Regions from separate parts of the Mus musculus genome. Here all the other regions are linked to region 5. A link is a contact called in public HiChIP or PLAC-seq and Micro-C data. All regions are on one chromosome and are shown on one strand. Each heading gives the region's core, a stretch centred on a gene start, on an enhancer-like site or on the middle of the called end of the contact. The rest is flanking DNA. Distances are from core to core; before and after follow the strand shown. Region 1 overlaps Nsf (N-ethylmaleimide sensitive fusion protein). Region 2 overlaps Itgb3 (integrin beta 3). Region 3 overlaps Itgb3 (integrin beta 3). Region 4 has its middle 23 kb from the start of Gm35420. Region 5 overlaps Mapt (microtubule-associated protein tau). Region 6 holds the start of Itgb3 (integrin beta 3).

Region 1 (4,728 bases), core at 689-3,188, 350 kb after region 5:
GTTCTCATTTTTTCCGCACGGATTTTCCCCCTGAAAGATCAAAGTGAAAGCTTCTTAAAATAGACATTTATAAAAGAATCTTGAGGACTCGACAGGTGTCAAGAGGTTCGCTCGTTATGTGCACAGCATTCGTCTGAGTCAGGGAATGTCAAGGATGCTCCAAGAGACTTGTGAAAATGACTATGGCACACCAAGCTTTTTGTTTCCCCCTCCCCCGCATCCCAGCCTCGTATCCCACATCTTCAGAATTTTTTCTTAATTAAATTACATTTAATTATGTGTGTGTGTGTGGGGGGGGCGTGGGTACGGAGGTTTCTGCATGAATCATGGCCTGCATGTGGGGAGCTTGTGGGAGTCAGTTCTTCTTCCACCGTGTGGGGCTTGGGGATGGAACTCCTCAGCTTGGAGGAAAAGCACATTTGCCCACTGAGGCTTCTCACCAGCCTGTCTTCAAGAGTTTAACAAGAAGCCCAGGTGTGGTAGTTACACATCTGTAATTCAAGCCCTGGGGAGGTAGAGGTGGGGGATTAGAAGTTCAGAGCCATCCTTGATTATATAATGTGAGTTGTAGGCCAGCCTGGGCTGCTTGAAACTATCTCAAAAAAAAAAAAAAAAAAAACCATAAAACAAACCAAAACCAACCAACCAACCACACACACACACACACACACAACCAACCAACCAACCAAAAACCAAAACCAAAACAACCCCCTTTTTCTTGTTTTTGTTTTTGTTTTTCGAGACAGGGTTTCTCTGTATAGCCCTGGCTGTCCTGGAACTCACTCTGTAGACCAGACTGGCCTCGAACTCAGAACTCAGAAATCCTCCTGCCTCTGCCTCCCAAGTGCTGGGATTACAGGCATGCGCTGCAAGTATCATCGGAGTTTATAGTGTAGGAGGTTCTGTGGTCTTGCAGGTGACCATTTATGGTAACATTTCTATGTTGCTCTGGACCAATCGTATCTACTGGAACCATCTGCAGTGGTAGAGATCAGGCACTTGTGATATTTGAAATGTGGATAGTGATACTCCAAAATGAAATTCTAAGTTTTCATTAATGCTACTAGTCCTAGGTCTGGGAGTTACTTTGTTGCAAAGTGAAGGTTTCTTTTCTCTTCCTCAGAGATGGTCATTTAAAACAGCCATGAACACTTGTGGCCATTCCTCTTCCTGCCTCAGCTTTCCCAATGCTGGGATTACAGATAGAAGTCATGGGCCATACGCCCCCTCCCCTCCCACACACCCTGCCCCACATGAAAGGGCAATTTTAAACCCTTAGTTCTTCAGAGTGATCCCCTAGGAGAAATATTTGAGTGGGGGCATGTCAGCTAGGCTGGACCTGGGGCAAGTTTCTGTGTATTCCTCTCTTTCCTGTGGGAATCTGCAAACCTCTGGAGAAATGGAGCCAAGGCCTGAGGCGAGAGGCCTGAGGAAGAGACAGCATGTTCTTCAGGGTTATAGTCAGGGTAGGAGGGAATGTCTGGTGATGAGCCCTTTCTAGTCTGCTAGCACACTCTGATTTTCTTTTCCCCTTTCCTTTTGGATAGGGTTTCTGGTGGTCCTGGCTGGTCTTTAGTCCCTTTGTAGCTGAGGGTCATCTTAACCTCCTGATCTTCGTGCCTCCACCCCTCAAGTGCTGGGATTACAGGAGCGTTCGTTACCACTCGCTGCCTCATATTGAATTTTTCTTTATTTGACCGTGCTGTTATTTGATTTAAAAGTTCACTCAAGTAATCTATTTTCTAAAGGAAACTTTTACATAAGACTGTGTTATTTAAATTGGCAAACTGAAATACTGTCCAGAAAATCCTGCTTAAAGCCTGCACTTTCCTCCCCCCACCCCTTTTTTCTTTTTGAAAAGAAGCAAATTCTCTGCCGTTTAAAGGCTCTGGAATGACCGATGTCATAATTACTTCCACTGGAGTTCCCTTTTGTTTGATAACCTTGACATTCTTTAAGAATTGCCAGTGGCCTATAGCCCACTACCCATACTGTTTGGCATTTTAAATTACAATGAAGACACTCCTATATCCTTAAGCAGTTATGTGTTCCAGTAACTTGAACAACTCACCTTAATAAAACAACCCATCACTGATTATAATTTCATGTTTAAAAGGCTATATGCCTGTAGTGTTTGGCTTGTATTTTTTTTTTTCCCTAGAGGCAAAGTCAGTTTTAGAAAAAAAAAAAAAGTATGGAATTTTTCCTTGGCATTTCTATGGTAAATAGACAACTTGACTATTTATAGGGACTTACACTTTGTTTTAAAATGAGATACCCTGCCTGGCTTACCACCAAAACACAGATGCTTCTGCCTTCTAATAGGGAGGCCCTTTCCTCGTAGCATCTGTTTAAATTGGCTGCCCAGATGATATCCACAGATTCCCACCCCCTTCCTATTAAAGGACATTGACAGGTAAACAGGTTTACAAATGAGGTTAACCTACCATTTTGTAAAGTTTCTATTGTGTTGGCTCTGTCATGGAAGTAATTTTGTTCCATTTATTGATTTATATTTTTCCAATATGTATATGTATGTGGTGTGCCTTTGTGGATGTATGTTTTTTGCATGTGTGTAGGTGCACATATTTGTGTACATACATGTCTTCTGTGTGTGTATATAAAGCAAGAGGATTATGTCAAGAATCACCCCTCGGGGCTGGAGAGATGGCTCAGTGGTTAAGAGCATTGACTGTTCTTCCGAAGGTCCGGAGTTCAAATCCCAGCAACCACATGGTAGCTCTCAACTATCTGCAATGAGATCTGATGCCCTCTTCTGGTGTGTCTGAAGACAGCTACAGTGTACTTACATGAAATAATAAATAAATCTTAAAAAAAAAAAAAAGAATCACCCCTCAATTACTCTTCATCCACTGAGATATCAGCTCTTGGCCAAACTCAGAGCTCCCATACATGGCTAGGTTCCTCATCCAGTTTGCTGTGTGGATCCCTTGTCCCTACCTTCAGAGCTATCTTCCTAGCCCCAAGTTGTGTAGTGATTAAGTCATCTGAATCTAATTCTGTGATATCCTAAATGACCTTGAAGGGATACTGCCTTGGACACTTGTCCTTTGGGTGGTTTGAATTGGGTTTGTAATCTACGATTAACCAGCACTCACTGTACCAGGCCCAGGAGTAGTCCTCCGGAAGTATGGACATGAGCAAAATCTAGTCTCCAACCTTAAGAATTATCCTAGGTATGATTCAAGTGTGTAGGCAGACAGTGAAGGTCATCTTCAGGGCTTCCATGCATGTCTTCTCAGTTCTGTGGGGAGGGGCAGCTGTCCAGAATGTCTCCTAGAATAAGTATTGTCTAAGCTGAGAACTGTAGAGTGTATAAGAATTGGCCAAGGAAGGGATGCAGATTTAGGGGAAAGATAATCAAGGGAAGAAACTTGAAAGTAAAGAGACTCTAGGAAGATAGAAAACTTTAAATTGTTAAGTTTTTGATGGATGGCTGGTCCAGGTGTGACCCTAACAAAATGCTCTTTCATTTGGAAGGTAAACTTGTGACCTTGACTCTGTTCATGTCATGGGAAATTGGTGCTTTCCAAACACTTGATCACGAATTCACATGTCAAATTATTTATATAATCCTAGTATGTCCATATTGCATATTCACTGATGTGCTGAGATTTTATACACACAGTCAAACATAAAAAAAAAAAAAAGAAGCAGCCAGTGATCAAATGTATAATCTCATATCTTTACCAGTGATCCCAAAGCGAAGCGAGAGTCATTGTTCTTCGGCATCTTGCTTAACTGTTTTGCGATGCATCTGCTCAAAGGCCCGTTCCCAAATTTAGCTTATTTTGTCACTTGATTTTAGTGACAATCAAAGCTTGGATCAAAGTAAAGGAATTTGGCTGTACTTTTGAAATTATGACATTGTTTTTTTTTAATCAAACTAATCACCATTTATGGAAATGTTTTACTGAAACGTGGCTAGTACATTTCCATCTGTCTACTGTTTTTCTTCAAATTAATTAAAATGCATTACACTTTCCGTGGTGCTAATACATGTGTTCAGAAAAACCCCTGGAAGCCTTCACTCGGATAACATGAAGCTTAAACTATTCTGTTTCTAACTTTAAAAACACACACACACACACACACACACACACACACACACACACACACACTTAGGGGTTTGGGGTTTCTTTGTCTTTAGGTTGAGTGTCCTGGAGGTCACAGGACAGCTTTCAGGAGTCAGTTCTGTGGTTCCTGAGGCTGGAGCTCTGGTTGTCAGACTTTGGCAGCAGGAGCCTTTACATGCTGAGCCACTGGCTTGAATATACTCTTTTCAGTGTTTTTGTTGTTGTTTTGTTAATAAAAGATTTAGATAACTATTCTTGCTTTCAACCCTCTTTGTTTCAGTTTTTGAGACAGGGTTTTTCAGTGACTTAAGTGGCCCATAACTCACTGTGGTGCCCAGGCTACCCTGATAGTTGTAGTCTTCCTGCCTTAGTGTCAAGACGGCTGTGATTACAGATGGGCACAACACCTTAAGCTCTTTTAAATATTTGTAGTTACCAGTAATCATATATGATCTTGAGAGAGAGAGAGAGAGAGAGAGAGAGAGAGAGAGAGAGAAAGGAAGAAAGAAGAAGACGAGGAGGAGGTGGAGGGAGAGAGGAGGCGAGGCGAGGTGAAAATGGTTGAGAGCCCTGGATGGTCTTCAGAGGACCAGTCTGGTTCCCAGCACCCATTCTGCATGGCTCACAACCA
Region 2 (4,676 bases), core at 482-2,981, 340 kb before region 5:
TCTAATCCAACTGGAATTGGGTGTTCTGTATTTATCTGGCAAGCCCAATTCTACCTCTACCCATCCTGTCCAATCCCAGCCTCCACCAGTAGCAATGTTGTCCCTCTTGCTACCATGACAACCTGTTCTGTTGCAATAGGCCCAGGGTCCATCCCCAGAGCCTTTATATTTGACAAGCACTCCCAGCTTGTTAAATTACCTTATGATTTCAGAAAGTTCTAGGATCCAGTATGTTACCACTTGAGCCAAAAATATAGGTTCTAGCTCTGTGAGAAGCTGATGCCTCTGCTAGCTGTGCTGATCAGAGAGATCGAATTACTCCAGTCCATGTTATCTAACCCATGCCTCTGTCTCTCCAAGAACACACCCTAGGTGGGTGGGCCCAAGACACCCCACTCATCCACTTGGCTCTGTTTTCCTCTTACCCAGCCAAGGGCTTGCTATACACACCCAGGAGCTGCTGTCCTTTAAGGACCACAAGCCGAGCCCAACCAGTTGTTTTCCGAGGCACTGCCAACATCAGCACCACTTGAAACAGTCAAGACAGGGGAGGCAGAGGGATGAGCAGGGATCCCAGCCCCACCGTTGGATGTTTAAAGTCAAGATCCAAACACTTTCAATAGTTCAGCTTGCCCTGTGCAAGAGAAGTCCAGCTCCCTCAGGAAAAAGATAACTAGTTACAGCCCAGGGTTCCTCCCTGCTTGACACACTCTGCCCCACATCAGACTCCCCAGCCCCACCCCTCCTCCCTCTCACTTAGCGATGGTAAATATTGGCATTCACTTTATTCCATTCTGAAGGGACTATTTCATCGGGCTTCCTACCTCCCTTCTTTGGTCTCCTTTGGTCCTGGTTGCTACCCATTTCCCAACTCCACCCCATCAACAAGCTGATCTTTCCCTCCCTCTGGCCTCCCAGTCTGCCCCAGAGGGCAAAGATTCACCATAGTGATTGGTAAATATTCCACATTTGCATCTAGTCACATGGAATATGTTCACGTGGCCTAAGGAGGGGCTTTGGCTGGTCAGAACCCAGCTCTGATTTATCCCTATAAGATCCAGATGCGGGAATGAGAGGGGACTATGCTTGAATAGCAGTAGTCCTTCCTCAGGGACCTCCTTTCTGCTCCCCTCTGCTCCGGCCGTCCAACTTCAAGCCATCCTATCCAAACACGGCACCCTCGGCATCCCACTCCTTCTTCTGGAATTGTTGCAGAATTACAACTTCCTCAGAAAGGAAGCTTGACACAACCATGATGGTGACCGGAGGCAGGAGGATATGACAAACCAGAAGGAAGACAGCCACGCCACACTTGAGCCTCCAGTGAAGCCCAGAGGGGAGGGGCACCTGTGGGGGTGGAGAAGGAATGGGCTCACCCTCCCCCAAGCCCCAGAGAATGTTTCATTCGCTAAATGAGATCAATCTGGCCCAGATGTTAGGCAGCTGCCCCTAGAAACAGTTCCCGTGCTGAGCAGCAGAGGCCAAGGCTGTGTATGGAGCTGGCCTTGGAGGCTCTGGCAGCCCCTCCTCTAGGGGGTAAACACAGCCTTCTGCTCCCTTCCTCCCCAGTCTGACCAGGAGCTTGCCTTTTTAGGAAACCCAGAGGATCCAGAAGAGAGGCAGACAAAGATCAGGAAATAGCTAGGGTGGTTGAGGAGCGGTATAGGGCAGAGGCTGTAGCTCTAGTGGCTGAGGAGCAGACAGGCCAGCAGCTCAGGTAACCACCTGCTGGGGGTGCTGACTCACTCCCACTGGAACTGCTGGGAACCTCTCCAGCCACAGGCTTCCCCTACCTCCCCATCAGCTCTTGCCAGCTCCAAATTCCCAGCCCGGCCACAAACATAGCCATTCCCTCAGACACACTCATTCCCTAGGGACTCAGACACAACACACCCTCTGCCTAGACACAGCTAACCCCTTCCTGTCATCGTCTGGTCCTCACCATTGAGCTGTGCTCCCTCATCCATTGATACTTTAGAGATGAAGGAAGGAAGGAAGATAGAGGGGCGTCACTGTCAGAGAGAAGGGAAGAAAAAAGGATCTTTAAGAAAGTGTACACAAACACACATATACAAATATATACAAACACACACATACATGCACACAAACACACACAAACACACATACACACACAAAGACACACAAACATACATATAAAGACACAAACATACACACAAACACACACATTCACAAACACACACATACACACAAACATATAAACATACACAGAAATATAGACACACAGAGACACATACAAACACACACATAACATTCCTCTTCTGAGTTTTTAGGGTTTTTTGTTTTTGTTTTGCTCTGGGGGTGGGGGGGGGTCGGATGAGCTGGCATCCCTCTATACCCCTAGCGCCTCTCTTCTTTAGAGAGTAAAGCCTTTCTTCCATGAGATGTTCCAGCCCAAAGCAAGTATAGGCTGGGGAAGGGTAGCAATAATCACAGTAATGACGATGCCCAAGCAAAATGGCTGGAGTGGAAGGGCAGAACAGGCTCCAGGATCATTGCCAGCTTCCACCATGCATCCTGAGGAAGGCGTCACCTAGTCTTGCTCAGAAGGGGAAAGAGACTGCGTTTAGGAGGAAGGAAATGATTCTGTGTGCCTGCACCTACACTGAAGCGCCTAAATCTAGGGAAAGAAGGCATCTGGGGCAAGTTAGGATGGGGGTGGGGAGCCACACCTGTGTTGAACATTCAACAAGATCAGATGAATGCTACAGGTTGGGCACCAAATAGTTTGGGGCTAAATTATCCCCCTAAATAGCTACCTATTGCCCACCTCTAGGTTTGACTTAACATTCTTAAGACTAGTAAAGTCCTTTCTAAAATGTGCAGACTCCTAGCTTCCACCAACCCCACAGGCTAGGACTGTTATGAGGTAACCTCAGACGCTCCTGACTGCTGTAACCACCTCATCTGATGGTTCACCAATGTGTGTCTAAAGTACCTTGACCTATTGCCTTCTTTGTTCTGTTACTATAAAACGTTCACTATAGTGCTTATCACGTTGGAACCCAGTATTTGAATCTATGTTCCTTGGCCATAGCCACTTACATTTGGCTCCAGGATAAACTACCTCATATTCCTTTTAAAGGTCAGAGTTGTGTTATTGCATTGACAAATAAGGCATAGGCTCCTTACCTCATCTGAGCACCAGGCACACACAGGACTCACAGCCAGACACTGCTGGCAGGAGTTCACGCCTCGTGTGGTACAGATGTTGGACTCTGCAACAAAGAGGCAAGGACATCAGCACCTGATTTGCTCAGAGCAGTGACCATCCTGCCCCGGCTACCCCAAATTTCCCAAACACTCAAGTGATACACACAAACATACTCTAACCCTACCCATTGGGCAAGTTACCAAACATGGGCTATTACACAAAAAAGAAAGTGGGTAGGGAGAAACTCACTCCTTTATCAGCAAATGAAGACCCAAGGGCCCCATAGTAAATGACAGAAAGGCTTTAATCAGTGGCTGGTTTTATACCTGCACTGCGCGAATGAAAAGCTAAGGCCCAGCGTAAAGGCCATGCACCATCTCCAACTGTCTAACTGCAGCCACGGCTACTACAGAGGTCCTGGGACTCAGATGCAGTAAGATTGACACCTAAATACTGTGGGCTTTAATGAAAGCAGGGTAACCTCAATTGCCATGTCCCACTATCTGAACTCGTGTCAAGCTTTCCAATACATCTATCTTGAGGGCCTAAGCATTGAATGCACACAAAAGAACTAGCGTGATGGCTCTCAACCTGTGGGGTCATGACCCCTTGGGGGCCCACACATCAGATATCCTACATACCAGATATTTACTGTTACAATAAACATAGCATAACATTTACATAACAGTCGTACAATTGTTACTGTGATGACTCATCACAGTAGTAAAGTCAGTTATGAAGTAGCAACAAAATAATTTTGTGGTTGGGGGGAGGTCACCACAGCAGGAGGAACTGTATTAAAGGGTCACAGCATTAGGAAGGCTGAGGACACTGAACTAGAGATCAGGAAGGCTAATGGGGGCTGGAAGAATGTGGCACTTCTGAGGCGCTCTGATGCAAGGTCTAGGCTCCATACTGCACCCTTGAGCAGCTCCCCTCCTCTCTATGAAATGGCTGACCTATCGCTCAGGATTTTTGCAAGAATTCAATAAGCCAAGAGGATGCTTCAGGATGCCACTCAAAAGTGAAGACTCCCCACATTGACAAGCGGCAGGGGGAAGACTGCAGGGAGGAGGAACAAGGACAGCCAAGCGGACCAAAATAGTGCTGAGAAGCAGCCAGGAAGTGAATCTCAGGCAGCTGCCTCGTGGAAGCCTCTCTCCTGGAGTGGTGTCCCCCCCCCCCCCCCGTGGTGTCCCCGGCCTCAGACAGATAAATCCTCTCTGCCTACTGTGCCTCCGGGAAGTCTTTATCACCCAGGAGCAGGTAGAGCCATTCCTCCTCACACAGCCTGACAGTCCTCAGACGACTTTCTGAAGGGCTTCCTTTGCCCATAACTCTTATTTTTGGCTTTGCCACCAGCCAATCTATTTCCAAATAAATTATCCTAATTGCCAGGGTGTTTTCTTGACATCTCCAGAACGTCTCATCTCCCTCTAGTCAAACATCTATTTTATTATAACTAAATTCTAGCTATCTCAACAGCTGAGCGGGACACACTCAG
Region 3 (4,329 bases), core at 947-3,446, 360 kb before region 5:
AAGACTCAAACACGTAAATACAACTCAGCTACAGTACTCCCTTAGAAAGAAATACATGTTTCTTAGAACAGACTGGTTGTAGGGGGGCCCACAGTATATGCTAAAGAGACAGAGGAAGGAAGATCACAAGGCCAGCCTAGGCTATACATTAGGGCTGAAGAGATGACTCAGCAGTTAACAGCACTGATTGCTCTTCTAGAAGGCTAGAGTTGGAGTCCCTCACCCTACAGGGTGGCTAGCAACTGTCTGTAACTCCATTCCTAGGGAAATGCAGTGCCCTCTTCTGGCCGCCACAGGTACTGCATGCACATGATGTAAAGACACGCAGGCACACAGAACACCTGTATACATAAAGGGGGCTGGAGAGATGGCTCAGTGGTTAAGAACACTGGCTGCTCTTCTGAAGACCCGGGTTCAATCCCCAGCAGCTCACAATTGTCTGTAGCTCCAGCTCCAAGTGATTCAATCCTCTCACACAGATATACATGCAGGCAAACACCAATGAGCATAAAACTAAAAATAAAGAAATCATTTTAGCAACATAAAAAATAGCCAGGTGGTGGTGGCACATGCCTTTTAATCCCAGCACTCAGGAGACAGAGGCATGTGAATTTCTGTGGCCAACATGATCTATAGATCTAGTTCCAGGACAGCCAAGACTATACAAAGAAACCCTGTCTTGAAAGACATTAATTAATTAGAAATCTGTTTTGTTTTGTTTAAGGAAGAAAAAAAAAAAAAAAAGGTGAGACCAGAAGCAAGCCGCCCACAGAAATAAAGTTGGGGCTGGCAGAAAAGCTGGGAACCAGAAATACTTTTAAGTCTTGAGACTGGGCTCTCTAAAGGATATAAAAGCCATTGAGGCTTAAGAAATAGATCCATCAGTAAAGGGCTTGCCATGGTCAAGAAAATCTGAGTTCTATCCCCAGAACCCATTTGGAAAAAAAAAAAAAAAAAAGCCGGGTATGCTGGCTTGTATTTGTAAATCCAACACCAGGAAGGCAAAGACAGGCAGATGCCTGGGGCTTGCTCACAAACTAGGTCCTAGCAAGAGACCCTGAGACAATAAGCAAGGTAGACACTTCCTGAGGAATGGCAGAATAATCCTCTGATGTCCACACATGGATGCTAATACATACACACACACACACACAGACACACACACACAGAGACACACACAGACACACACACACACAGAGACACACACACACACAGCAGGTATGTGGTCTAGGATAGAAACTCCTTCCAGCCTGAGCCCATGGTGAGTTTGGAAGCATGGGTGGCACCACAGAGCAGGGCCCACTCTGAGGAAGCGGAACTGCCCTTGCACAACCTTCCTCCACTGGTCAACTTCTGAACGCAAGGCGGATCCTGTCAGCTCCAAAGAAAGAGCAGCTGTGAGCTCTAATCAGACAACCCTCCCGAGCAGCAGCTGGGCCTGGGGATGCCAGAGGGTAGGTGCTCCACCTTGTCCACTACGCTTGCTTTTAGCCAGGTTCCTGGATGGAGAAAGGAGGATGCCACAGAGGCCTGGCAGGACGCAGAAGAAGCCACAGCCCTCCGCAGAACCTGAATCCCACAGTGTTTCCTTTGTGAGGCAAAACAAAGTGATCTTTGACAAGAGGATCTGCTGGGCCAGCCAGAGAGTGGAAATGGAAGAGGGTAGCCGGAGCCAGTAGGCTGACCCCAGGCCCTGGCAGAGTCAGCCCTTAAAAGGAAACCACAGTCTAGTAATGTCACAGTGTTGGTACCTCTCCAGCCAAAGGGTGGGTGGGGGAGGCCTAGGCTGGGTTCATAGGAAAGCCAGAGGAGGGAGCAAAAAAATGAAAGAGTGGGAGAAGAGGAAGAGGGGTTTCAGTCAGAGGGAACATGGTTACTCTCCCTGAAAAGCCAGACTTCCAGACTGACTTACAATTCCACTCCTTTCCTGTGAGAACCAGCCTTCCTTGGAGATCCATCAGACATTACCTCCATGAGACTGCCCACGAGTCCCCCACCCATGATTCACTCTCTCTAGGGACTCTGCGGACAACTCACTTCTGGGTTCTAGCAGGTTGTGACTCCTGATGAGACAGACACTTTGGTATATTAATAAACAGTAAAATTGTCTGTTGATACCTGTTCCTCCCATGTGGCTACAGCATAAGGCCCAGCCCACAGAGGAAGCCCATCTGTGTGCAGCAGGCGGGAAAGAGCCTGGGAGGAAGCATGCTGTCTGAGGTAGAGGGGAGACAGGTAAGAGCTACAAGCAACCTCAAAGACCAAGCCTGAAGCGCAGGGGAGGGGGGGAGGGATGCGGGGGGGGGGGTGACCAGGCAGCCACCTGCATGCTTAGAGGCCACAGGCTAGGAAGGAGCCAAGTCACAGCTAACACTCCTGCCCCGTGATGACCCCAAGGCAGGCATCAAAGAACACTGATGTGCAGGACATTGGCTCTGAGAGGTCAGGAATCACATGTGCTGTGCACTCCATGAACATGTGTCCCTAAGGATGTGATAACAGTGTCACAAGGACAAGATGAGGCTCAATGGGCACCAGACACCCTGGTGAGGAGCAGTAAAATGGGTGTGGCATCCAAAGGAGTCCTCCCTCCCCGCAGGGGGAATGGAGTGGAGCACACAGGACCAGACATTTCGACACTTCAGGAGGTGGGAATTGCCAAGGCTCTGTGGAGTGGGTGGCTGGCTGGGACCCCTCCCCCAGACCACACCCTGAACCAATCATCCCAGAAGAGGTGAAGGGGCCCTGAGGCTCTCCTGTAGGCCTTGCCTAGGCCGACCTCATCCAGCACTCCCAGCTTGCTCCTTTGGGTGCGCCCTTGGTAGAACAGCATAACTGAAATACTGGTAAATATTAAAATGAGCTGAAACCCCTGCCTCTCACCCTAGTTCAAACTGCTATCATGCGCCAGTTTTCATCACTGGGGTCCTGATCTCTTGCCACTAATTTAGCTAATCTAATAATGATATAATAATTTAATAATATCAACTATTATTATTAATCATTTAATAATTTTATCACTAATTTAATAGTGATATCTCTTTCCCTCACTGAAGTGAACGATGTTACAGATCAGCAAAGGTATCACCTTTATGTTTATGGGGCATGTTTTAAATTTAAAGATTGTTTTTAAATGATGTGTATGGTGACGGCGTGTACGTTGAGTACAGGTGCCTTAGAGGTCAGAGGTGTTCGAGTCTCTAGGGCCAGAGTTACAGGTGTTTGTGAGGTACATCAACAAAAATAGTACACGCTCTTAACCACTGAGTAGTCTCTCAGGTCCCCTGGGACCTGTTTTTACATGGCATATTTATCTTTCTTATTGAGCTTGGTGGTGGTGGTGGTAGTGGTTGGGTGTTGACAAGCCTCAAACTTACGATGTAGCTAAGGATGACCTGGACCTCCTCATGACAGTCTGTAATGCTGGGCTTACAGGCATGTGCCACCGTGTTAACGTGAGCACCTGAGTCGCTCAGCTCAATTGGCTGAACCTCAATGCAAATGAAGTCCACCTGGGTCTTAGATCACCACAGAAAACAGTTAAACAGACTCTGTTCTGTTGATCACACAGCATCCTGTACATGAATCAGTCCAGCCAACGCAACCAGCAAATGCCTGCAGCCTGTCTGTCCCAAAGAGGAGCTACACTCCAACATAAACCTACCTCCAGAGCCTAAGAAGATAACTCAGGCTGTCCATTTGCCCTTAGAGTATTCAGATAAAGGCCATATTGACCATGATTTTGGCTCCTCTTTGTCGGAAACACATCCAAATGGTCTCAGGGGCCAGTTTGAAGTTACCAATAGGCCTCAGGACTGCACTGAATTTCACAGTAGGGACAACTCAGAATCCTGCAGGTTGAAGGGCTCAAAATTCTCATCTCCAGGCTGGAGAGACAGCTTGTGTTACAAACATGAGGACCTGAGTTCAGATCTCCAGCATCAGGTTTTAAAAACTAAAGCCAGGCTCAGTGGCACAAATCTATATGCTGTAATCTCAACACTTCAAAGCAGAAACAGCTGGATCTCTGGAGCTTACTGACCAACCAGCCTAGCCAACTGGTGAGCTCCGGGGTCAATGGGAGACCCTGTCTCAAAAAGTAAGGTAGAGAGTAACTGAAGAAGACACACAATGGTCACCTCTAGTCTGTATAGCCATATACACACATGTGCATTCACACACATGCAACACATACGCATGTGCACACTCGTGCACACATGCACACTTGTGCACATGGATGCACGCACACACACCCATACACACACACACACACACACTTTTCATCTGCAGGTAGGTAATTCCTATGGCCACACCATCCTGTGGAACTTT
Region 4 (4,289 bases), core at 1,243-3,742, 280 kb after region 5:
GAGATAGGGAGCACTTGGTAGAGTGCTTACCCAGCATACACAAGGCCCTGGGTTCAATCCCTAACCAGGCATAAAAACAGGTGTGCAGTTTAAATGCTTATAATCCCAACATTCATGGGGCTATAGTGAGACTAGCCTGGGCTACATGATGCCCTGTCTTTAGAAGCGACAAAAAGGAATTCTCACCCATTTATGGCTCTTAGTTTTTAGCTTTCAAACAATGAGGAGCTGAACTAAGAGAAGTGAGGTATCCTAGCTGGCTCTGACCCTTCAGGGCATTTCAAATGGGTTGAGCCAGATATTGCAGCACATGCCGATAATTCCAGCACAGGGAGATAGAGATGAGAAGACTAGGAGTTCAAGGCCAGCCTCATACACATAGTGAGTTCAAGGACAGCTTGGGCTATATGAGATCTTGTTATCAAACAAACAAACAAACAAACAAACAAACTTGGCCAAGCAACCAACCAAACAAGCTGGGTCATAGCTTACGACCAGTAGGGAAAGATGCTTGAGTGATAAGTAAGGAGGGGAGGGGTTAACTGGAAATGAAGACAGCAGCAGATGGGCTTATGGTATAGACTATTTGAACTCACCTCCATTTCCACAATCCAATGGTTCATTCGTTAAGTTATCCCATAAACCCTGTGTGGGCCTCAATACCTAATAAGTTCCATTTGTAGTAATGATTATTATTGTGATTGACAGCTCTGATTTATGAGCTCTCTACTGACCTAATTGTCATTACCCACAAATCTTCAAACTGCTGCATCATCAGGCTGAGGACTGCTGAGTCATGGAATCCTAAGGCTGCTGGGCTGACAAGAGTAGAGCCTAGCTGAATTGCTGAGTCAGCACCAAGTGCCAACACCAGGGAACGTCTCTAAACTCGCTGTCCTTGGGGCTTTTGGTGCCCTTCTAGATCTTTCCTAAAGTCAGACTCCACTTTAAGGACCAGTCTATATGTGTACCGGATCAATGTGACATCAGCTGATTTGATAACTTGATGAAGAATTGCTCTGATGTTATCTTGATAGGATTCCATGGTTCTTGGAACTCAGGGCCTTCCTTGTATCCTGGTGACCCTAAGAACCATGTCACCTGACTTCCCTTTCCAGGGGCCACTCAGCTCTAGTTGGATGGACTAAGTTCATCCTTTTCTCTTGCAGCTGCCAGAACTCTTTCACCTTTGTTAGACAGGATCTCAAATAATCCAGATTGGCCTTAAAGATGCTGTGTAGTCAAGAAAGCCTCTTTAAACTCCTGACCCTCTTACCTCCACGTCCCCAGGCCCGTTTTTCCTTTTTAATGTGGTGCTGGGGTTGAGCCTGGGGCTTCATGCATGATAGGAAATGATAATTGATAGAGTTATCAATTGTGCTGCATTTCCAGCCACTCCCACCCCATCTTTATTTATAGAACACACCTAGTGTGTTGTGAACATCCCAAGTTCTCTAGGAAGCCACATGGGCAGACAAGGCCTATGTCTCATCTTCCTTATGTCCTCCATATCCAGCTTAGTACCAGACTCACTAAGAGTGTCAAATAAGCAGAGTTTTGAGTAGGGCCATCTATAGAAGCCTCTTGACAGCTTGCCAAAGAGAAGAACCACAGGGCATGCATAACAAGGAGAAGAAAGTACAGTCAGGTCCCGCCTTCCCTTAGGGTTTCCAACCTCATTCACTCCAAAGCTGAATGCGGCCTGCCTTCCCTTCCCAGAGGCCTTGCTGGAATTATAGGTAGCCTGGCCTTTCTCTGCCTCCAGCAAGGTCTAGATTCAGGCGCTCTGCTTTGGTTCCTGAGCCCTCTGGAGAATCAGGCAAGAAGCCCAGGTTCCTCCTTCCAAAAAAAAAAAAAAAAAAAAAAAAAAAAGTCAAAGGCCAGGTACATGAAAGCTTTTAATATACTTAAATTTTTGTGAATAATATCCACAGGATTTGAAGTTCAGGGATGAAACCCCTGAAGACATAGGGCCCCTCTCTGGACCTTTTGAGCCTGGACTGAATCATATGTCTGGAAAATTCCAACCAGACAGACTCGAAAGGTTTTTATTTTCTCTTAGACTTTTTAGCCAACAGAAAATTACATACTCTGTGTAATTTCTGAGGGCCCTCTCACCTGCTTAGTGACTAGGACCCACCGCAGACTCCTAGAATGACCTTGTAGGGCCCTTCATTCCCTGTGCCTTCTTTCTAAGAAAATAACCCTGAAGGGTTACAGCTTACTTTATCTCTGAGGTCAAGGTCAACATGAGCCATAGGTAGACTCGGGAGTTTTAGGCTAGTGTAAGCAGTGGGTGGGGGTGGGGATGGTTCCCTCTGGGTATCTGGGTTCCTGGATGGAAACAGGGGTCACTGTATACCCAGATACCCCATCCCAGAGCATCTTGTGCCATCCTGGCAGCTCCCCAGGCTCCTTCTCTGGCTAGGACAGCCTCTGTTTCCCCGCCTCCTGCCCCCCACTCCTGCTCTGCACAGAGGCTCCCAGAGCAGGAGCTGTTTTGCTTTTGTTTCATTAGACAGCCTTTTAAAGCGCATTTGCAAGTCTGGGTTGGGTACAGTGTGTCTCTGAGCGAGAATACTCAGCCAGGTCACCTCAGGGATGTTGGCTGGTTTTCTTCCCTCCCTAGCCATGTCAGGTCCTAACTCAGGATAGCCATAGGAGAAGGAACCCTGACCGGCCTGCCATCCCACTGTGCTCAACTGGTGGGGGGCTCTGCGATCACCCTGGGACAAGGACAAACAAGATGTCTGTATTGCTTCTCCACACTCAGGCTCAGGTTGACCTGAGTCTGAGCACTAAAGTAAAGTAATTACTTCAGGGTTATTTTCTTAGAAAGAAGGCTCAGGGGGATGAAGGCCCCTACAAGGTCCTTCTAGGAGTCTGTGGTGGGTCCTGGTTACTAAGCAGGTGAGACGGGCCTCAGAACTATGAAGGGTGTATAATTTTCTGTTGGCTAAAAATTCTAAGAGAAAATAAAGCCCTCGGAGTCTGTCTGCAGACTGTAGGGATTGGAGGTTTCCAGACACGGTGGCCCAGACAGCTCAAAAAGGTCCAGACAATGTCAGGGACAACTAGGGTGATGGGGCTGGGAGCTGGGCTCCAAACCGAGTGTCCAGGTGCAGTGCCACTGATAGTGTGGTAACATTTGACTCCAGTCCCACCAGAGGGTGACGGGCTGACAGGTGAATGCAGGAAGAAGCAGCCGAATCTCCCCTTCCAAGGCTGCCAAGCTCACTGCAGTTCACTGCACAGGCAGGAAGATTCCCTGCTCAGGGCAATGGCCTCTCTGTACACAGGAGCAGCCTGCAAAGGACTGCTTGCATCCCAGATGTGCTGTGCCAGATGTGCCGCTCTCTCATCTGGCTCTGTTCTTCTCCCCTCCTCTCCCTTGTCACCATCTGCATGCTCAGACTCCAGCTCGGAGGCAGGATGCTTAGCCAGAACCAGACAGAACCAAATGAGGTCAGTGCCAAATTGACGAACCCCAGAGGCAGGTGGGGGAAAGGCCAGCACAATTCCTTGACCTCGTGGGAGCACTCAAAATCTTTCAGTGGTAAGATTTGGGGAAGGAAACACTCAGAAAATGATCTAGAAGGTGGAAGAGCAAGTTTTTGAGGGAAAACAGAAGTCTACTAGACTGGACTCAGTCCATAAAGCATTTACCTTGCAAGCAGGAGAACCCATGTTCCACCCCCAGCACCAACATAAAAACTCAGTATGGTTCTATGAAATCTCAGCGCTTGAGGAGCTGGGGGCAGGAGGATCACTGGGCTCTCTGGCCAGGCACTCTAGCTTAACTGACGCTCTTCAGGCTAATGAGAGACACTATTTCAAAGAAGGTGCACAGCATTCCTGAAGATGATACCCAAAGCTGTCCTCCCGGCTTTGCATGCAATTGGGTCTGCACATAGACATATAGACATGCATTCACACACATGTGGATGTGCATTGAACACACACACACACTTAAAAACAAAAAGAACTCTACTGGCTTCTGGGGAGTTGTGGGTTTGTTTGTCCTGGCCAAAGGAGAACAGAGCTGGTAAATTTAAATTTATCTCCAGGTTCTTCATTTTCGAATGCTCCTTTTCTCCATCTTACATCTGTTTTGAGTATATTCTTATACTATTATTCTTACAGACGACACCCAAAATAGCACAAGCTTTAGTCTTCAAAATGCCCAGATCACCCCTGGCTTTCAAACTATGAGGCCCCAAAGTTGAAGGGAAAAAAGATCCCGGAATCAGAAGGATGTTGTGGTTTGAATACGAATGTCCCACATGGGC
Region 5 (4,609 bases), core at 1,955-4,454:
ACCTTATCAACTCTAAACCCACCCAGAGGTGAGCGGCCTGGGGCTGGAGTGGCACCCTAGAGTCTTGCTATGCAGCCCATACTGGCTTTGCACTCACTGTGTAACTCAGCAGGCCTTGAACTCTTGATCTTTCCAGCTTAGCCTACCAAATGCTAGGATAACAGGCATGCGTAGCTTCACCCCGTGGTCTTGAATGCACCACCCAGAGAAAGACACTTGGCTTCTGTTCTCTCCGGCTTGGGATCTGCTGAATGGCAGTCAGGGGACACAACAGGATATGGGAAGGGCTGGCCCTTCTAGGGTGACTGAGCAAAGGTGCATTGTAAGTCTGCCAGCAGGCTGTGCAGCCAAGGATGCTGACATCTTCACCACGGAATTGTGGGCACTGAGCATCTTAGATCCTGCTTAACGGGCCACTAGTGAGAACGAGTTGTCTTTCACAGAGGTGATGCAGTAGCTGGGTCCCTGAGAAGAAGGAGGACGCATCCGCCAGAATCTGACACAGAGGAATCCATCTTTACGGAAGTAGGAGCTAGGAGCTGAAGTGGGGAGAGCATGGAAGGATTCAAGAATGGTCTCTGTGGTAGCTAATCTTCATGGTCAACTTGCCTAGATCTAGAACCACCCAGGGGCTGTTGTGGTCCATTTGTGGCTGTGTTTGAAGATACATACAGATAGGATTAGCTGAAGGGAAGACCTGCCTTGAATGTGGGTGGTACCATCCCATGGGCTGGGGGTTAAGGCAGTACGGAACGCAGAGGAAGGAAGGAGAAATCACACCCAAAGCTACACTCCTTTGGGCTCTCTATCTACCAAGAAGAGCTTCCTCCACCACAGGCAATGCTCTGTCCAAGGAGGACACAGGAGCCCATGAGCCAAAACAAAGCTTTCCTCACTGAGTCATCTCTGTCAGGTGTCTGGGCACTCAGGAGATGTTCCATGGGAAAAGGTGGCCTCTAAGCTCCTGCAGAGATGCCACTGTCCCCTCCTACCCACCTGCCCCGCACTAGCTCAGAGCAGCGGCTGGTTTAGAACAAGGCTGTGGGCCTGACTGTCACATCTGACTGGCCATTCAGATGAGTGTTTATAAGCTGTGAGGCTTCCTTCTCCATCATCACACTCAATCTATAGCATGGTGGGGGATGCCCTGGGAATCACGTATGCTAAACCAGGCAGTCCACCAACTAAGTGAGCTGTGTCCTGGCCTTTGTGGCCTGTTTTGAGACCAGAAAGACTATAAAGCATTTCTGATTACCCAGGAGTGGTGGGAAAGTCTACAGCTTTCATCCTAAACGGAGGACAAACTTCTTCAATGACAAAACTTTGATGTAGAGATATGGCTTAGTGGCTAAGAGCACAGACTGCTCATGCAGAGGTCCTGAGTTCAATTCCCAGCCCCCACATGGTGGCTCATGACCATCTGTAATGGGATCTGATTCTCTTTTCTGGTGTGTCTGAAGTCGGTGACAGTGTACTCACATACATAAAATAAATGAATCTAAAAAAAAAAACAAAAACAAAAAACCTTTGAAAGAATAGCCAGAGACAAAAAGTATCATATGACCCATGACTTCACCCCCGTAAGGTGTCTGTGACCTTCAAGCATCCTTCATGAGCAAGGCTGAGGCCTGGCCAGGATTTAAGAACATCTAACCCCTTCTGTCTCAGAAGCCACTACTGCCAGTCAATCACTTTGCAAAGCAGAAACACATTTTGAAAGCCGGGGTGGCTCTGTAGTGGGCATTCTCCATGGGTGTGCGAGAGAAGGCTGGCTATAGGCTCCTAGGGTGCTCACTCTTCATTGTCAACTTGCTAGACTTGGAACCACCTAGGAGACACACCCCTGGGCGCATCTTCCGGGGGTATTCACAGAAAGGTTTAACTGAGCAGGGAAAACCTACCCTGAATATGGGTGTCACCATCCCATGGGCTGGGGTCCTGGGGAAAAAGGAGAAAGCCAGCTAAGCACCAGCATTCGCTGCTGTCTGCTTCCTAACTGCAGATGCAGTGTGACCGCCACCGTGCCGCCACCTGTCACATGGAGTCTATCCCCTAAAACCACGACGAGCCCTAACAGACCCTAGAGTTGCCTTAGTCAGACATTGGATCACTGTAAGGAGGAGGAGTGACTGGCATAGTTGCAGAGAGGCACTCCTCAGCAAGGGGTCTTCCCATCTCTGCCACGGTGAGATCAGGCATGTCTCGGTAGCTAACTGGGCAACTTGGGTTCATCCTGCTAACTGCTGGAGTTCTCCCTGAGGCCATGGAGGACAGCACAAAGGGAAGGTACCAGGCTCTGGGCTATGATGATTTCTTGCCTAGCCCTCCGTCCCTGCAGGATGACTTACGAAGGACTGAGCGTCCGAGCCCAGGATTCTTTTTGCTGCTTCGCTGCCTAATTCCTTGTCACCCACATTGGTAGAGCAGACTACATAGACCGAACCCGAAAGATGGACGTGAGGTCACATTTCCGAACAACAGCACCATCCCATTAGACCATCAGAAGGATTCAGTTATGTAGTCGATGTAGCCTGCTTGGTGCTCCTGGGAGTAAACTGTCCCCTAAAGGTGACCTGCTACTTACTATTGCTGGGCCTGGAGAAAATGTGAAGAAGGCAGGAAACCTTCCCCAGAGAACTCTGTTGAGAACCTTTCTAATAGGCACACTGACTGAGGTGGGGGCCAGCAGGAATCAGAGGACTCTGTAGCCTTGTGGGAGGCAGTCAGACTCCAAGGCCGCCACTGCTAAATAGCCAGGAGCCCCAGAAGCCAGAGCGGCTTACTCATCTGCTGCACCCGACTATGAGGGTGACCTGTCCAAGGCAGCTCCGGGGCTCACCCTCACCTGTAATTCCTTCTGGGATCTCCGTGTGGGGCTGGGCAGCGGCCTGCTTGTCGGGAGCTCTCTCATCCACTAGGGGCGCAGTCACGTCTGGAAACCACCAACAGTCACCCCTCTGCTTATGCAGGGGCAGTGCAAGGAGTGGGGCCTGCCAGCCACATGCAAGAAAAGCCAGCTCAAAGCAGGGCCACAGTCCTCCTTCCTGCCCATCTCCCCAGGAAGCACACTAACAGGAGGACCCCCTGCCTGGAAAGCCTACAGGGGTCATGTAAGGATGACGAGGGACACAGCCTGACTCCTGGGGGTCAGCTGTGTGATCCTCACTGCAATGCAGGGGCCCCGCAGCTGGGACTCATCAGGCAATATGAGGAAGCTGAGAAATAGACTGAGCCGCTTTCCTGTGGGGCTTTGAGTAAGCCTTTTGTCACCCTAGCCTTTGTTTCCACAAGTGTAGAACAAGAGTGCCATCTGTAGGTGACCTTTAAAACTTCTACCACTTCTAATTCCCTGCCCCCAACCTCCTCACATCTCATTAAAAGGCACCAGAGTTCCTTATGTGGCAATAACCAGGCCAGATCCAGTTTCCTCGATGATGCAAGAGATAAGAGATCCCAGACCAGGACCTGGGGGCATCTTTTCAAAGCAAGCACTTTAGCTCCTCCCGAACCCCCAGCCTCTCTACTAGGTATGCGAGGCACACCCAAGGAGTGGCCGGTTTCAAGGGATTCCCAGAATTCCACACAGCTAGTCCACAAAGGCTATTTTCCTTATGATCCTGTCTGGTGCAGATAAAACAGCTCGCTGAGCTCAGCCCCAGCTGCCTCCCTCCCTGAGGGTGAGTGAGGCATGTGGGGGCCCACGCATGTACAGGTCCAGACTGCATGAGTGGGTTGTTTCTTCCTGGACAATGGTGACAGAGCAGTGAAAGCCACGTTTGGGAAGCCTGCCCCAGCTTTGGCTCCAAGGCTTTCTCAGGGTGGCAGACAGCTTGCAGACCTGTTCTAACAGGATGAGCAGGAAGTGTCTTGCATCGCTGGTTTTCAGAAGGGCAAAGGAAATCTAGCCAGGAGGTTGTCACCAGGCTAAGGGCCATGCCACCTGCATCCTCCGGGGATGGGCCAGCATGCCGAACAATTGGCAGGAGCTTGACAGCTATGTTCTGGATTTATCCAAAGGCAGATGCTGCGGGAGAGGGCCTGGCCAAATTCTCTTTCTGTAACAGAACGCCCAAGCCATGTTCAGGGATGCAGAAAGGGCTCAGAGTGGAAGCTCCAACCTCCTTGGAAGGCTGGAGGAGCTATGGACGATTAGTTAAAAGCCATTCTCCATGTCCCTTTTCCTTGATTTCTTCTACTCAATGGATCCAAAAGCAAGGTGGGGACAGCCATGCAGCCCACGGTGGCCAGAGAGCCAGTTCTGGCCAGTGAATGAAAATGAAAACATCCAGGAGGAGCTTATAATAGAAAACTCTTGATTTAGTTTTGGCAACACATTGGCTTCTTCGGGGTCCTTTTGGTGACTGTTTTTGTTTGTTTTGTTTTTGTTTTTAATTTCAATTTCATTCATTCTTATTTTTATTATTTGCTTTTTTTTTTTTTTTTTTTGAGACAGGTTTCTCTGTGTAGCACTGGCTGTCCTGGAGCCCTCTCTGTGGACCAGGCTGGCCTCAAACTCAGAAATCTGCCTGCCTCTGCCTCCCAAGTGCTGGGATTAAAGGCGTGCACCACCTCTGCCTGTCTTTCATTCATTATTATGGAACACGTGTGT
Region 6 (4,391 bases), core at 468-2,967, 320 kb before region 5:
GTATACCATGTGTACACGCATGCACATGTACATGCATGCTCATATACAATTGTCCCTGGGCAGAGACCAAAAGACAACCTGAGTGTCACTCTTCAGAAATATCACTTCTATTTTTTTAAACAGGATCTCTTTCTATCCTGAGGTGGTGATGATGACACTCAGAAGTCAATGTGAAAGTTATAGATACAAACAAACCACAAAGTGTTTTAAGTAAAATCTCAAAATAGCTGAGGGGAACTGGAAATTGCCTAACACAAAGAGTACTAGCTATCTTTTGTTCAGTGTATCTGTTATCTGTGAGGACACTTTCACGCTGTACAGAAGCAGGGCCTGTCATGACATGCCAATTAAAAAATTAAGTCGAAATGTTTAAAAGGTTTTAAATTCACGAAAGTTAGCCTATCTGTTAGAAACATCAGCTTTCCTGGAGGATTTCCCCATTCCCCATCAACGGCTACCAGCAGCTGACAGAGACTCTAATATCTCCAGGGCAGAATGCTAGAGAGCCTGGTTCCTGTTCTGTGGTGACAAAGCTTGTTCAATGTAGGCTAAAGACCACAGTTTTCATCTTTCGCTTGGAAGCTTCTGCCACAAAAGACAAATATCAGTTCTCTACTGAAACCCCTTTCCCTTTCCCTGTCCCATGTCTATGTTCATCTGTACCACCGTACAAGGGTCAGGAAGGCAGCCACCAAAATCTTTTTTTAGATTACTTAACTTCAAAGTCAACTTAATAAAGTTTACCTTTAACAAATAGTCCATCTGGGTCTGGAGATGTAGCTCAATTAATAAAGTGCTTGCCTGCCATGAGGAGACCCTGGGTTCGACTCCCTGCAGCATATAAACCCTGAGGGGTGGTGCATGTCTATAGTCCTAGCACTCCTTAGTAGAGGCACAGGGGAATCTGAAGTGCAAGGTCACCCTGGACTACACAGAGTGTGAGGTATCCTGAAATATATGAGACTGTATTACACACATGTGCACACACACACACACACACAACTGCGGGTTTTACTTGCTCCAGCTGACCTCCAGCAACCACCCCCTCCCGCTCCCCTAGGCTCTGCGGACTGGATGACTCCCCTTCCCTGCAGCGTTAGTGGGCCTGAAAGCTGACGATGCAGGCAGCTGATGTTGTGGGACACACGCAGGAGAGACAAAGTCAGCCCCAAGGACCTCTGTGCTGACTCCCAGCACACAGTCAGGGAGTGTTGGGTGAGAGGTCGGCCCCAGAAGGGACGGAGCCCGAATCCCTGCTCCTCCTTAAGGAGTGGGGCGGCCAGAAGATTGTCCTGCGCACTCCAGAGAAAGGGGCAACCCAGAGCGCACACACCCACCCAAGCAGGTGAGCTGCATCCTTCTGCCAGCGCACCGGGACGGCCCAGCGGATCTCCATCTTTCCTCTGCTTCCCGGGCCAGGCCAGGATCTCCGCCACCAGCGATGCGCCCTCGAGGCCACGGGAAGAAGGATCCGCCCCCCGCACCTCTGCTTCTCAGTCCTAGCTCCGGGTTCCCAGGGTCCTACGGCATTTCGCGCACCCGACTCGCTCACCTCCAACAACAACGCCCGCCAGCGCCCCCAGCGCCAGCAGAGCGGCCCAGAGTTGTCCCGGCCACTGCGCTCGCATCCTGTCCGCCGCCCTTCACGCCGCGCGCGCGCCACGGCGAGCCTGGCACCCGCAGCTGCTTTTCCTGCGGAGGGGAGGGAAGAAGGGAGGGGACGGGGTGGGTGGGACACAGCGGGGCGGGCGGAGTGCTCGCGCTCCCTCCCTCCGGCTCACGCCTGGACCCTGCCTGAGGCTGAGTGTGATGGGTAAACTTTGCAATCTTCCCCAGCCCCCCGCCCACGAGGACCTGCCCGCGTTCACTAGAGGAGACCGCGCCCCCCGGGGTCCTGTGTGCATCTGGGTCCCAGGTGTCTGCGCCTGGGTGCTCGGTTTAAAAAAAGAAGAAAAAAAAAGCTTTGGGTCACTTCCTGGACTCTGCTAGTCCCACCTCCGCAGAGACATCAACACTGCTATTTCACTTCACCGGGCTCAGTTTGCTTTCCTCCTGGTTTCATTCTTTTCCTCAACGGGCAGGCAGCTGTCAAATGCTTTCTATGCAGCCTCTTGTCAATACCACACCTGCAGCTTGTGGTAGGAAAGACGGATCCGAGTAGAGCCTCTGTCTGTAAATGCTTGCTTGCCCGTAGCAGGTGTCTAAGAATCATTTTAGAACAGTCACCATATTGCCTTCCAACTCAAATTCACTAGCTTTATAGTATTTTCCTCAGAGAACACTTGCTGCTGTTCCTATCCCCTGCACTAGTTTCCTTGAGTCTTCCCCAGATGGGAAACCCCTAGACGTGCAAAAGGTGCAAAATGCTGAAGCTGATCAGGATGTCATAAGAAGTGACTGGGCCTGTGCATCCTTACGCAAGAAGGGTAGTGTTGTAAAATAAATAAATAAATAAATAAATAAATAAATAAATAAATAAATAAATAAATAAATAAAACTAGGGCAGGCGATGTGGTGCAATCGGCAGAGCACTTGCCTAGCAACCACTGGGCTCCATCCCCAGCACTACGTGAAACAGGATGTGATGCCTACAATTCCAGCCTAAGGAGGCAGGAAGACCAGAAGTTCCAGGTAGTGCTTGAGTACATAGGGAGTTCAAAGCCAGCCTGAGCTAGAGCAGACTCTGGAGGAAGGGTGTGGAAAGAACTCAGCCATGATCCATCACCCAGCCTTAGCCCAAGAGATTTTTGTCACTCCTAAATGTCCCATGCCTTTCCATCTGACTGACCTTCCTTCCTCTTTCCATTTGGAAAATCCCACTTACTTTTCAAAACATCTCAAATGCCATGTCTTCCACGCCATCTTGTCTGATGTTCCTCCTCCTCCAGCCTTGTCCTCTCCAGAGGTGTACCCTTCTTCCTCAGACTTCTCACACAACAGGATATTATATCATTTCATGTCACAGATATGAACTTTATAACTGTATAAATTCATGGACACAATTGTATTTTCCCCGGTATTTCATTACTCTACACAGTGACTCATAGCAAGTTTGAATACACCCTAGGCTACATAACAGGAAAGTATCCCAAGCAAACCAAAAGTAATAGTGAGGCTAGGGAGATGTCTCAGTGGACAAGAGTGCTTGCTGGACCAATGTGAGGACCTGGGTTCAAATTCCCCAACAACCACAAACAGATCTGAGCATAGACATCTGCTGGCCTGTAATCCCAGTGCAATGGGAGGAAGTGGTGAGGCAGAAGGCTGCCCGGCAGCTAGCCCAGCTCCAGGCTTAGTGAGAGACCCTATCTTGTGAAAATACAGCATCCTCTGATCTCCACATGTATGTGCATGGGTACACATGGGTATAGCCATGCAACCACCGTATACATAAGCCTACACTACACACACACACATATCACACACTTATATACATATACACACAAAACAGTAATTTAAAAACACAATTTAGGCTTTTTATTTTAAATGGTTATTCATCTCTTAAATCAGGAGAGCAAGAGATTCACCCATCTGTCTACCACTTCTGCTACTCTTCACTCTGTTCTCTAGTTCTGAGTTTCAGTCTAGAATCATCTCCCTTCGTCGTGCTAAACTTTACGTTTAGCAACTCCTGGACCTGGAGGAATGGTTCAGTGTTTAAAAGTACTGTCTGCTGTTCTGGAGGACCCAGGTTCGAGTCACCCTCATGGCAGCTCACAACCATCTGCAACTCCAGTTCCAGGGGATCGGATATCCTTATACAGACATGTGCAGGCAAAGCATCGATGCACACAAAGTTAATCGATGATATTTTTAAGTTTAGCAACTCTTACAACTCTCCTTAAACAAATTTGCTGAACTTCTGGCTATTTCACTGTGTTTTTGATGATATTTCTTATAAATGGCTTTATAAATTGTCACAAGTTTCCCTCCACCCCTTTCTATGTCCCTGTTTTTTTAAAGTTAATTTGTAGAGTGTGTGTGTGTGTGAGTGTGGTGTGTGTGTGTGAGATGTGGTGTGTGGGGTATACATGTGGTGTGTGTGTGTGTCCTGTGTGTGTGGTGTGTGTATGTGTGTCCTGTGTGTGTGGTGTGTGTGTGTGAGGTGGGGAGTGTATGTGTGGTATGTGTATGTGTGCCCTGTGTGTGTGGTGTGGTGTGTGTGTGTGTGTGTGTGTGTGTGTGTGTGTATATGTGTGTGGTGTGGTGTTTGTGTGTGTGGTGTGTGTGTGTGTGTGTGTGTGTGTAGTGGTGTGTGTGTGTAGTATATGTGTGGTATATGCAACTATATGCATGCCATGGTACACATGGAGGTGGAGGACAGCATAGGATCCAGGAATGGAACTCAGATCATCAAGTTTGCTTAACTAACACTTCTGCCCTGTGAGCCA

Evidence for each region. Hi-C and Micro-C count contacts between places; a contact is called where the count stands out from the background. HiChIP or PLAC-seq counts read pairs in DNA pulled down with a chosen protein or histone mark.
Region 1: an H3K27ac HiChIP or PLAC-seq map of embryonic stem cells shows a contact between it and region 5, with 15 read pairs. The contact joins two enhancer-like sites. A contact is called at or near these places in 1 of 39 promoter capture datasets (the C10 cell line), 2 of 115 datasets of contacts at active chromatin or transcription factors (both in embryonic stem cells) and 1 of 9 other capture datasets (pancreatic islet).
Region 2: a contact with region 5 is called in a FOXA1 HiChIP or PLAC-seq map of pancreatic cancer cells. The contact joins two enhancer-like sites. A contact is called at or near these places in 1 of 15 datasets of contacts at CTCF or cohesin (large pre-B cells), 1 of 484 Hi-C or Micro-C datasets (the G1E-ER4 cell line), 1 of 115 datasets of contacts at active chromatin or transcription factors (pancreatic cancer cells) and 1 of 9 other capture datasets (adipose tissue).
Region 3: a contact with region 5 is called in an H3K27ac HiChIP or PLAC-seq map of trophoblast stem cells, with 3 times the contacts expected there. The contact joins two enhancer-like sites. A contact is called at or near these places in 2 of 115 datasets of contacts at active chromatin or transcription factors (pancreatic cancer cells and trophoblast stem cells) and 1 of 9 other capture datasets (adipose tissue).
Region 4: an H3K27ac HiChIP or PLAC-seq map of embryonic stem cells shows a contact between it and region 5, with 6 read pairs. The contact joins two enhancer-like sites. A contact is called at or near these places in 4 of 115 datasets of contacts at active chromatin or transcription factors (bone marrow-derived macrophages, embryonic stem cells and pancreatic cancer cells) and 1 of 9 other capture datasets (liver).
Region 6: a Micro-C map of the G1E-ER4 cell line shows a contact between it and region 5. The contact joins the promoter of Itgb3 here to the enhancer-like site in region 5. A contact is called at or near these places in 2 of 39 promoter capture datasets (the 3T3-L1 cell line and liver), 1 of 15 datasets of contacts at CTCF or cohesin (large pre-B cells), 7 of 484 Hi-C or Micro-C datasets (the G1E-ER4 cell line, the P5424 cell line, cumulus cells and 1 more) and 4 of 115 datasets of contacts at active chromatin or transcription factors (embryonic stem cells, pancreatic cancer cells and stem cell-derived neural progenitor cells).

What each region holds. Positions count from the first base shown.
Region 1 is chr11:103,933,146-103,937,873 of GRCm38.p6, reverse strand. The region is part of intron 1 of Nsf (N-ethylmaleimide sensitive fusion protein); the gene reads left to right. Among named protein-coding and RNA genes, the nearest start is that of Nsf, 19 kb to the left of the region's middle. Within about 2 kb of position 1,938, at least 9 of the 459 cell types and tissues checked have an H3K27ac peak or open chromatin away from gene starts, as enhancers often do. A contact at or near this core is called in embryonic stem cells, where this site is marked.
Region 2 is chr11:104,621,971-104,626,646 of GRCm38.p6, reverse strand. Itgb3 (integrin beta 3) reads right to left here. Exons shown (of 15, transcript NM_016780.2): 2 at 3,151-3,236. Among named protein-coding and RNA genes, the nearest start is that of Itgb3, 16 kb to the right of the region's middle. Within about 2 kb of position 1,731, at least 93 of the 459 cell types and tissues checked have an H3K27ac peak or open chromatin away from gene starts, as enhancers often do. A contact at or near this core is called in the G1E-ER4 cell line, adipose tissue and pancreatic cancer cells, where this site is marked.
Region 3 is chr11:104,644,683-104,649,011 of GRCm38.p6, reverse strand. All of the region lies in intron 10 of Itgb3 (integrin beta 3), which reads right to left. Among named protein-coding and RNA genes, the nearest start is that of Itgb3, 39 kb to the right of the region's middle. Within about 2 kb of position 2,196, at least 84 of the 459 cell types and tissues checked have an H3K27ac peak or open chromatin away from gene starts, as enhancers often do. A contact at or near this core is called in adipose tissue and trophoblast stem cells, where this site is marked.
Region 4 is chr11:104,005,659-104,009,947 of GRCm38.p6, reverse strand. No RefSeq gene overlaps it. Among named protein-coding and RNA genes, the nearest start is that of Gm35420, 23 kb to the left of the region's middle. Within about 2 kb of position 2,492, at least 9 of the 459 cell types and tissues checked have an H3K27ac peak or open chromatin away from gene starts, as enhancers often do. A contact at or near this core is called in embryonic stem cells, where this site is marked.
Region 5 is chr11:104,288,231-104,292,839 of GRCm38.p6, reverse strand. Mapt (microtubule-associated protein tau) reads right to left here. Exons shown (of 12, transcript NM_001038609.2): 4 at 2,846-2,932. Among named protein-coding and RNA genes, the nearest start is that of Mapt, 59 kb to the right of the region's middle. Within about 2 kb of position 3,204, at least 247 of the 459 cell types and tissues checked have an H3K27ac peak or open chromatin away from gene starts, as enhancers often do. A contact at or near this core is called in the G1E-ER4 cell line, the P5424 cell line, adipose tissue and 3 more, where this site is marked.
Region 6 is chr11:104,605,326-104,609,716 of GRCm38.p6, reverse strand. Itgb3 (integrin beta 3) reads right to left here and starts at 1,717. Exons shown (of 15, transcript NM_016780.2): 1 at 1,553-1,717. The coding sequence starts at 1,628.